Linked DNA regions of Sus scrofa: region 2 is linked to region 1. The links are chromatin contacts, called in public HiChIP or PLAC-seq maps. All regions are on one chromosome and are shown on one strand. The core of a region is the stretch at or near the end of the contact, and the rest is flanking DNA. Distances in the headings are between cores, read along the strand shown. Region 1 holds the start of PCIF1 (phosphorylated CTD-interacting factor 1). Region 2 holds the start of ZSWIM3 (zinc finger SWIM domain-containing protein 3).

Region 1 (4,842 bases), core at 1,523-4,022:
TGTACACTCATTCACTCATTCAGAGATGCCTTGGTCAATTTGGAAGGGGAAAAAATGAATGGTTACTTTGCACAGTTTGGCGGATAAAAGTACAGGGAGCAAGAAAACTTACATACAACAAAAGGGGGCCAGGATAACGAAAAGGTTTGGAACCACTGACCAAGGGAGCTGCCTTGGTTCTCTGGGGAGGAGGAATTCCTGATGCCTTGGGGCTGGGCCCACCGGTCTCAAGGCTGAACGAGGTCTCACTTTCTCTCACCCTCTGGGGTCTGCAATGCTAGCATGAGAGGATTTTCTTCTCCAGCCGGATGGACCCCCACGTCACAGGGTCCCACAGAGGCAGTGGGAAGGCCTGCAGGAAAGCTCAGCGCAGGCGGGTGGGCTGGTCAGCAGTGGAGTGGACGGGGGCCCAGGGGATTTCTTGCATCAGCAACTGCAGAGCAAAGAGAAGAAAAGAGAGTCGCAGACCTGTGAAATGGTGCAGATCGGGGGCAACAAGATGGCCACTGACACAGAGCACGTCGGGAGCCCCAAGGACACACTGTGGGAGATCTGGGGATTCGGGAGAGGAAACGGTAGTTCCCAAGCTTCCCAACCAACAGGTTCACCTTCACAGACCTGCAGCCTGCACAGTCCCACAGAGCCCCACGTTGAGGAGGTTTAATGCTCTGCTGTCACTGTCTTCAATTTTTTTTTTTTTTAAATGAGAGTTGCAACATTTACTTCAGGTCCTCTCTTGTTTTTTGTGGGATTTTTTTTTTTTTTCTTTTTTGCCACACAGGCAACATGTGGGAATTCCGGGGCCAGGGATTGAACCTACACCGCACAGCAGCAACCAGAGCCACAGCGCTGAGAACGCAGGAGCCACAACCCGCTAGGCCATCAGACAATTCCCTGTCTTCAAATTTTTAATACCTTTTTTAACGAGGGGTCCACACTCTCACCTTGCACACTTGACCCTACAAATTGTGTTGCTGATCTTGCTAAGGTACCCCATGACAAGAGAAAAGTGAACAAACATACAGTTTCAAGGTGGGCACAGTTCCAAGCCACCCAGAGTGAGTGAAAAACACATGTGAATCAGGTTTTCAATTTTAAAAAATAACAATGCATGAAAAGTGTTATATAACGGAGCAAGTTCACCTTTATTGAAAAAATATTTTCCATAAGAAACACTGTGAGATACTGATGCAGCAGGCAGATGAACTATGCAGAGGCGGCACAAGCTGCATTCCTTAGTGAGGCCAAACTGGGACACTGCAGTGTTCCCAAAGCCAGCTCTGTGCATCAGAACCATCAGGGAACGTGTTAAACAACCTCGGATTCCTGTCCCTCATTCCACATCTTAGGAGTCAGAGATGGGGAGGGGAGATACACAAGAATTTGCATTTTTTAAAATGCGCCACAGGAGTGAGACTGAGAGACCAGATGATTAATTTCTTCACATCATTTTAAGTCTTTGCCAATTTTTTTTAATGACTAAGGAGTTTTTTTTTTTAATTTCCCAGGTGATGTGGATGCAGCAGGTCAGCAGCCAAAGTACCAGTTCTGGGTTTGAACACAACCGGGTTCCAGACCCTTCTGCCATTTTCCAATTTATAAACCAGAATCACTCAACCTCTACAGTCTCTATACGTAGAGCCTAGCATACTGTACACTCTAAGAGATAACGACTATTACTAAAATAACGTCTTTATTAATCCCACGCGTACCGCAATTTGCCGACCAGCTTTAGGATAAACAACTGTATCTGCGCAACCAAAGAACCCACCAGAAAGAAAAGAGCCTGAGTCCAGGATTGGAGAAAGATGAGGCGGGATCATTTCAGTAACGCACCAATCAGAATACTCCAACCCAGTAGGGAGGAGTCAAAGGCCTCGCAAAGTGCGCAGGCGCGGGGGCGCGCGCTGAGGGGAGGCGCGACCCCTAGCGCGCGCACCTTTTCCCTCCCACCCCCCCGGGGGGGCGGGCTCTTTCGGCGCGCGCGCGCCGGCCCATCTCCCGGCTCCGCCCCCCGCCCCGCCGCGCGCTCCCGCCCCCGGGCTGAGGCGACTCAGAGTCGGAGCCCGACACAAAGGCGGTGGCGGCGGCAGCAGCGGAGGGGCCCTAGAGGCTGCTCCGCCCGCGCTCTCCGGACCGAACTCCCTCATCCAGGCCACCGGCCCGACCGCCCACCCTTGGGCCTAAGATGGCGGCGGCGGCAGAGACGGGGCAAGCGGTAGCCAGGAGTGGAAAGCGCCGGCGGGGCCACCGCCGCCTGGCTTCGGACTCCCGGACCCTGGCGCGGCTCGCGACGGGACCATGGCTTCCTGGGGCTCTTACCTGCCCGTAGCGGACTCGAGGGGACGCGGTTACACGTTCTGCTCGACCGCCCGTTTTGCCGCCTCCGCCTCGCCCTCCCCAGCGCCGCTGCCGCCATCTTGTGTCCCGGGCCGGGACTCCGCGCTGCGCATGCGCTGGTACCGCCTCTGAGGGACCTCGCCGCTGCCGCTCCGCCATCTTGAGTGTGGCAGGACCGGCCAGCTCCTTGGACCCTGCTCGCTTTGGGCCCCCCTCCCCTTCCTTCCGTTCTTCCCTGCTGTTTCATGCAGGTCTAGGGTGGAGGAGGGCAGCTTCGCGGGCCCTGAGGCGTGGACTGAGGAAGGAACGCACTCACAAGCACGCTCCTTGCCTCAGTTTCCCCCGCGAGCACACCCACTGGTGCTAGCGGACCTGGGTGGGCGGTGCGCTGGCTGCGTCGGATTGAGTGTGCGCACCAGGGGGCGTGGGGTGGGTTTGGAACCTGCGGGGGGCTCGGCCCAGATACCTCCCTCAGGGCGGAGTCCTGATGACGTAGGCTCTGTACCTATGGAGGAACCTGGGTCCTAGCTCCCGCACGGCTCTGCTGCCTCCGGCCGATCGCTTGCCCTCTCTGGTTCTCGGTTCAGAAAGAATGTTTTCCAACCTTTTCCCATACCCAAGCTGCATGCACATCGAACCTTCTCCCGTAATAAGGCTGCACAAGTTTTAAGAGCCCCTGCGTAGAAGAAATTCAAAACAACCATATGTGGGAGACATGTAACAAAGCTTTTGGTAAAGTTAGGAAATTGTAATAAGCTAAATGCATCAGAGGACTTTCTAACTCTGACATCAGTGGTTGCTAGTTGCAGCACAAAACCTCTCTGAGACCTCAAACCGGCCACAAAAGTTAGCCTAGCAGGAGACTGGCAGTCACTAGGTGCCCCGTGCCCAGCGGCCTGCCGGATTCTTTGGTAAGGTCTGGCAGAGTACTCACTAGCTCCACTCCTGGTCTCCCCAGTAAACTCACCTCCCAGTGAAAGCTTGAGAAGAAGAAAGCCTGAGAGGAAGGAAGACAAGCTTGCCACCTGCTGTTCGCCTTGTGCTTCCCACGTGGAGCCAGAGGCTGCAGTTACCCCAACTGGGCCTCCCCGGGTGTCCCTGATGCCTGGTCCATGCAACTTGGTGGGGTAACGGGAGTGCCAACAAAACCCGTGGCTCAGTGGGTTAAGACCCGGGCTAATATATGCGAGGATGCAGATTCAATCCTTGGCCTTACTCAGTGGGTTAAGAATCCAGTGTTGCTGCAAGCTAAAGAAGGTCGTGGATGGGGCCCATATCTGGTGTTGCTGAGGCTGTAGGGTGGGCTGGTAGCTAGCCCTGATTGGACCCCTAGCCTGGGAACTTGCATATGCCGCAGGTGTGGACAGTAGGGGAAAAAAACAAAACAAAACCGAGGCAGTATTGTGAACAGAACTAGGGTTCCCATCAGTCTAACGGGGATCAAACTCTTGCTCCTCCACCCTAGATGTGTGGCCTTGAAGGAGCTGCTTGACATCTAAGTTTTCATTTCCTCTAACAGACCACAAATCCGCCTACCTCATAAAGGCTTGGTGTGAATTAACTGCCGAGTACTCAGGACTGTATCTGGCACTAATACATGTTAGCTATTATCACCTCATGGGGTTGGGGAAATTGCTCCAAGTAGATCTGAACCTTCTAGAAATAAACCAGCTCCATAAAGGCACGGGATGTGCAGTGATCCTGCCCTCACAGTGAAAACTGTTCACCTGAGAGGCTTGACAGGAAATCAGATCCAGGTCCCCACTTCAGACTGACACTGGGGGACTGCATGCCCTGCTTTGCCCAGGACAGTCTTGATTTATGTCTGTTGTGCTGGCATACATTTTTTCTCCACAGGTGTGGCATAGGGAGGTTCCCAGGCTAGGGGTTGAATTGGAGCTGCAGCTGCTGGCCTACACCACAGTCACAGCAATGCAGGATCCTTAACCCACCGAGTGAAGCCAGTGATTGAACCTGCAACCTCGTGGATACTAGTTGGGTTCATTACCACTGAGCCACAATGGGAACTCCCCGACATAATTATTAATATTGCCTCCTTTCTCAAAAGGGCAGTGGTTTGAACAATAAATTATATGGTCACTCTAGACCTACAGAATGCCCAGTTTTACAGGCTTGCCATCTAGTTCCTTCCATTGGAGTGTAAAGGGTATACAGCAATCGTTACCTATTCTTGGAGTTCCCGTTGTGGCTCAGCGGTAACGAACCCAACGGGTATCCATGAGGACACGGGTTTGATCCCTGGCCTCATTCAGTGGGTTAAGGATCTGGCATTGCCATGAGCTGTGGTATAGTTTGCAGAGGCGGCTTGATCTGGTGTTGCTGTGGATGTGGTGTATCCTGGCAGCTGTAGCTCGGATTCGACCCTAGCCTGAGAACCTCCATATGCCATGGGTATGGCCCTAAAAGACAAAAAAAATCTTTACCTATTTTTGCTATTTTTGAATGTATTTTCTCATTCCTAGTTTAGGTTCTCTGAATTGA
Region 2 (4,842 bases), core at 1,459-3,958, 66 kb after region 1:
TTTTTTGTTTTGTTTGCCACACCAATGGCATGTGGAAGTTTCTTTGAATATTACAACAATTTAAAGAAAAATGTTAAGTAAATTGTAGTTCAGGATATATGGTGATGAGAGGATCGTATATAAAATACCTGAGGAGTTCCCATTGTGGCGCAGTGGTTAGCGAATCCAACTAGGAACCATGAGGTTGCGGGTTCGATCCCTGGCTTTGCTCAGTGGGTTAAGGATCCAGCGTTGCCAAGTGAGCTGTGGTGTAGGTTGCAGACGCAGCTCGGATCCTACGTTGCTGTGGCTGTGGTGTAAGCCGGTGGCTATAGCTCCGATTAGATCCCTAGCCTGGGAACCTCCATATGCTGTGGGAGTGGCCCTATAAAAAGGCAAAAAGACAAAAAATAAAAAAAATAATAAAAAATAAATAAATAAAATACCTGACATTTTGAGGAAAAGTGAGCTAAGATAAGTGGATGGGCTAGATTATTCTAACTAGTAGATATGGTTAAGTGCAGGACCAGGAAGCTGTAGTTTGGGAGGGGGGCTGAATGTGGTGTAGACCCAGTGTGGATGGAGCACACAGTGCAAGATGGAGAGGTCAGAAGGGTCAGAGGTCAGAAAGGTCAGATGATCTGGCAAGCCAGGTCCTGGACTTAAACTTGAGGGCAGCAGGAGGCTCCTGTACTCTATCTGGCTTAGAGTGTAAGCAGCTTGAGAGCAGGGCATTTTTTGATTCTTTCACTGCTTAGAAGATGCTACCAGCATAAATTAAAGTCCAAACACTTCACAATGGTACCCAAAGACTTTTTTTTTTCTTTTTCCTTTTGGCTACACCTGCAGCATGCAGAAGTTCCTGGGCTAGGGAGCAAACTCGAGCCACAGTAGTGACAACACTGGATCCTCTACCTGATGAGCTACCAGGGAACTCTCTAAAGACCATTTAGGTAACATGCAAGTGACATGATCTCCTGTAAGCATGGCATGCCACACTATCTCAGACATGCTACTTCTTTCACCTATTTGTGCCTTTGCTCCACAGCTCCTTCTGGTCAAGTGATCCTCCTGTGTTACTCGGTAACTAACCATTCGACTTCTACACTAGCCCTTTGCATTCATCCACAGCCCAGCAGAAACCATTACTTCCAGTGTGAAGCCGTTTCCCTCTTCCCAGGCACTTGTCACTTCTTCCTCTGCACACTGCTTTTAAAGCGTTTATCACATACTAGTCAGGTTACCCGAATCGCTATGCCATCTCAAGCTCTTTGACAGCAGGTTTCGTTACTGGCTCCTCTACATTGTCTGTACGAGCAGAACCCTGGACCTCAGACTGGGGAAAAAAACACAGCCTGCTCCCTAGATAGGGAACTTTGACCAAATGTCTCAACCCAGAAGTCTCAAACTCAGATATAGTTTGATTCTCAGAGTTGGCCCACATAGGGTGTGTTCAAATTTGAATTTTCAATTTTTAAAAAGTGGACAAACTCACGGAAAGCCTGGATTTCTGACTCCATTTGCCCTAAATCTAGGAACACTGGCTCATTTTCACATGGCAACCATCAGCTGAAGTTGATCAAACAGGGCCTGTGCTCCATTTTGCCCAATTCACACGTCTGTTCTCCCTAGCACAAAGACCTGGTTTTGGTTGTTCTTTCCTCATTGTTTTTCTTATGGTTAAATTAAAAGTTAAACTTTCTTACACTAGGCTGTTTCACCTGAGTCCTGAAGGCAATTGAGTGTTCAACCATTAGCTTAGCCTCCAAGTCTGTTTTCTTATCTGCCAAATAGAAAAATAACCTTTGCCTATAATTTTCAGTACAGCTCTGCAGGGTAACACGGATACCAAACAGAGAATGCTGCTTGGACCATGGGAAAGTGTTTGAAAAACACAATTTTTTAAACCTCAGGAGCTCAAGAACCATTTACAGAATGAATGAATCAATGAATGATGAATGAATGAACAAACAAACGAACCAACAATTGATCAGTATTACTGCTTTGTAAAGAGAAGACTGATGAAGAAAACTCTGGCCACGGCGTTTTTATCCATTTGTGAAAGCCATACTTTGTGTCTGGGATACGGCAGGTGCTTGAAAAATGGGACAAACTGCCGTCACTATGAATTCCAGAAAAGCTGTGCATGAAGGAGTGAGTGAAGGTGAAGTGGGCAAGAGTTACGCCTGTGAAGGTTTAGCACTTTTCACCAGGCACACAGCAGGTGCTCAATGAGTGCCTGTGGAATGCTCAGAGACAGGGGCCCAGCTGCACTCCCTCCTCCAAGCCGCCCTCCAGAGGGCCATCCGGCCTCCTCCCCACCCTCCTGCCCCGCCCTTACAGGATGTCCTCGCGGATGGAGGTGCCATGGTTGAGGTTGTGGAAGCGGACGGAGACGCAGTCCCTGAGAATGAAGGAGCACCTGTTCTCCTTTTTGTAGGCGCTGAAGCACTCCTTGAAGTCCTCGTAGGTCTTGAAGCAGCTGCCTAGCTCCATGGCCGCCCCCTCAGCCCACAACAGGGGCTGGCCCCAAGATCCACACCAGGGGTCAGAGGTCACACTGTGAGGTTTCTACAGACTGGAGTGGGCCCAGGAGGCCTTAAGGGTCGGCCCGGGTCGGGTGGCCTGTTACGGAGCTCAGGAGAAGCCCTCAGCTCGGGAGGACCTAGGTGCACTGGGGGGCGTCTTTGCTACTGACAGAAGGGAAATGACACTCAGCCCTTATTATCCATTCTCGGGGCTCCGCCCCATCACTGACACATCCAATCAGCACCAGCCTCTCAGACTGGCACTCACTTTTTCCAATCGCTAGAGAGTAGATGGGCTGGCTCAACGGAAAACCGACAGGGGCATTGACCAATCATAACCTGCATCCCGCTTTCCCAGGGCCGGCCGGATACTTCCGGTTATTTAGCTTTTTGCCGGAGGCTGCGCATTTTACCTAATCTCCGTGTGAGCAGCTCGGGGCAGAGTCCTTGGCGAGCTGTAACTGAACTACATGTCGTCCACGGAGCCTCCCGAGGACAGACAGAGCGGCGACGATCCACCCGGGGACCTCCGCAGTGTCCTGGTCACCAGCGTGCTCAATCTCGAGCTCTTGGACCAGGACCTCTTCAGGTAGTTGGCCGCATCTGGTACCCCCCGCAACCCGCCCGAGACACAGTGGGACAGGGGCTCCTGATATTGACTGCTGCTACCCCGTCGCCCCTGTCCGTAGCCCCCGGGATGAGAATTGACTCTGCGTAGGATGCCTCTGCGCCGATTGGGAGGGAACTTGTGCCTGACAAAGCTGCCCAGGTTTCCTCCTCTGCACAAGGGGTCAGTGCAGCCTCACGGAGGTCCTCTCAATCTGAACAAAAACAGTGGTGACCCAAGATGTCCTTCTCAGCAGCCTCCCTTGAGGAGTCATATCCCAGGGGGAGCCAGCCCAGAAAGGACAGTGATTTGTCCAAGGACGCAAACTTATCTGCAGCTCCTACGGGGAAATTCACTTATTTGCTCTTCCCTACCCCATCCCCACCACCACTAGGTGGGGTCTAATAGCTATTCATTCTGAGGCCTGAGCCAGTTTCCTTCCTGATGCCACTTTAATTCTTGACTGTAGTGGAGGGTTTAACAGCTTAGGCTTCCAAGGCTCTTCTTGGCTGATTGGAAACTATTTTAGGCATTAACTTAATTTCCCCCATTTTAACAAATTACAAGTAACTCTGGAGAACTGTTTGCTATGCATTATGTGAACATCTTGAGCTGGGATGTGAGAAGTTGGAAACCTAAATTCTTTTTTTTTTTGGTCTTTTTAGGGCCGCACCCGTGGCATATGAAGGTTCCCAGGCTAGGGGTTGAATCGGAGCTGTAGTCACTTGCCTATGCCACAAGGCCAGATTCGAGCCATGTCTGTGATCTACACTACAGCTCATGGCGCCAGATCCTTAACCCGCTGAGTGAGGCCAGGGATCGAACCTGTGTCCTCATGGATGCTAGTCAGATTCCTTTCCGCTGAGCCATGACGGATGCTCCATGGAGACCTAAATTCTTGAGCTGCCACTGGGCACAGGCACAGGACAAGACTTGCCTCTAGGGCCTCAATTTCCACATCTGTACACTGAAGGGGTCAAATTTGAAGTCTGAGGGCCCTTCAATCTCTAAATCAAGTTCTTCGAAGAACTAGGCTATAAAGTTGAGGGGTGTGAGTGGCAGACCTTAATACAGTCCACTCCCAGCTTTGGGGGTTCGTCTTTGTTTACTTAAGGCCTTGAGAGGCTTACCCCTTACGCTGGTATGGGAAGAAGACATGGGGTCAAAAGACCCAGATACTTCTCAGGATGGAAGTGTTTGAGCTGTGTGACCTTGCTCGAGTCAGTTTCTCTCTTATGCTCCCTGTTCTTGTAGTGTAAAATATGGGAATTGCTTCATTAGCCTTAACTGAAGTCCATGGACGTTTTGGGCATCCTAAGGCCTTGAAGTTTTAGGTAGAGAGATGTCAGGATATTTGCCTGGGGAAAGGATCTATGGCTTTTAGCAGATGCTCAAAGGGTCCCAAACCCCAATCAGGTTAAGAGATCTTTCACTAGAGGCTCATCAAAGGTTTTTGGGATTTGGCCTAGCCCCCAAGTCTTTCCTGCTTTTCCCCTCTCCCCACAGAGGAAGGCATTACTGGGTACCCTCAACCCAGCGGCTGTTTGGGGGTCAGATTGTAGGCCAGGCCCTGGTGGCTGCAGCCAAGTCTGTGAGCGAAGATGTTCACGTGCACTCCCTGCACTGCTACTTTGTTCGGACAGGTAAACCACCCCCTCCCTACCCCACCCCAGCTCTGGTGGCCCAAGCAGCCACTTCCCCGCCTTGGGGAGGAAGAGGGAGAGAGGT

What was found. HiChIP or PLAC-seq counts read pairs in DNA pulled down with a chosen protein or histone mark.
Region 2: an H3K27ac HiChIP or PLAC-seq map of alveolar macrophages shows a contact between it and region 1. The contact joins the promoter of ZSWIM3 here to the promoter of PCIF1 in region 1. A contact is called at or near these places in 2 of 5 promoter capture datasets (fetal liver and liver), 6 of 47 Hi-C or Micro-C datasets (blood, fetal liver, heart right ventricle and 2 more) and 1 of 2 datasets of contacts at active chromatin or transcription factors (alveolar macrophages).

The regions. Positions count from the first base shown.
Region 1 is chr17:48,118,193-48,123,034 of Sscrofa11.1, reverse strand. PCIF1 (phosphorylated CTD-interacting factor 1) reads right to left here and starts at 2,772. Exons shown (of 16, transcript XM_021077371.1): 1 at 2,323-2,772; 2 at 260-433.
Region 2 is chr17:48,052,345-48,057,186 of Sscrofa11.1, reverse strand. It overlaps ZSWIM3 (zinc finger SWIM domain-containing protein 3), which reads right to left and starts at 2,708. Exons shown (of 2, transcript XM_013985404.2): 1 at 2,321-2,708. The coding sequence starts at 2,475. ACOT8 (acyl-coenzyme A thioesterase 8) reads left to right here and starts at 2,852. Exons shown (of 6, transcript XM_001928889.4): 1 at 2,852-3,096; 2 at 4,621-4,757. The coding sequence starts at 2,978.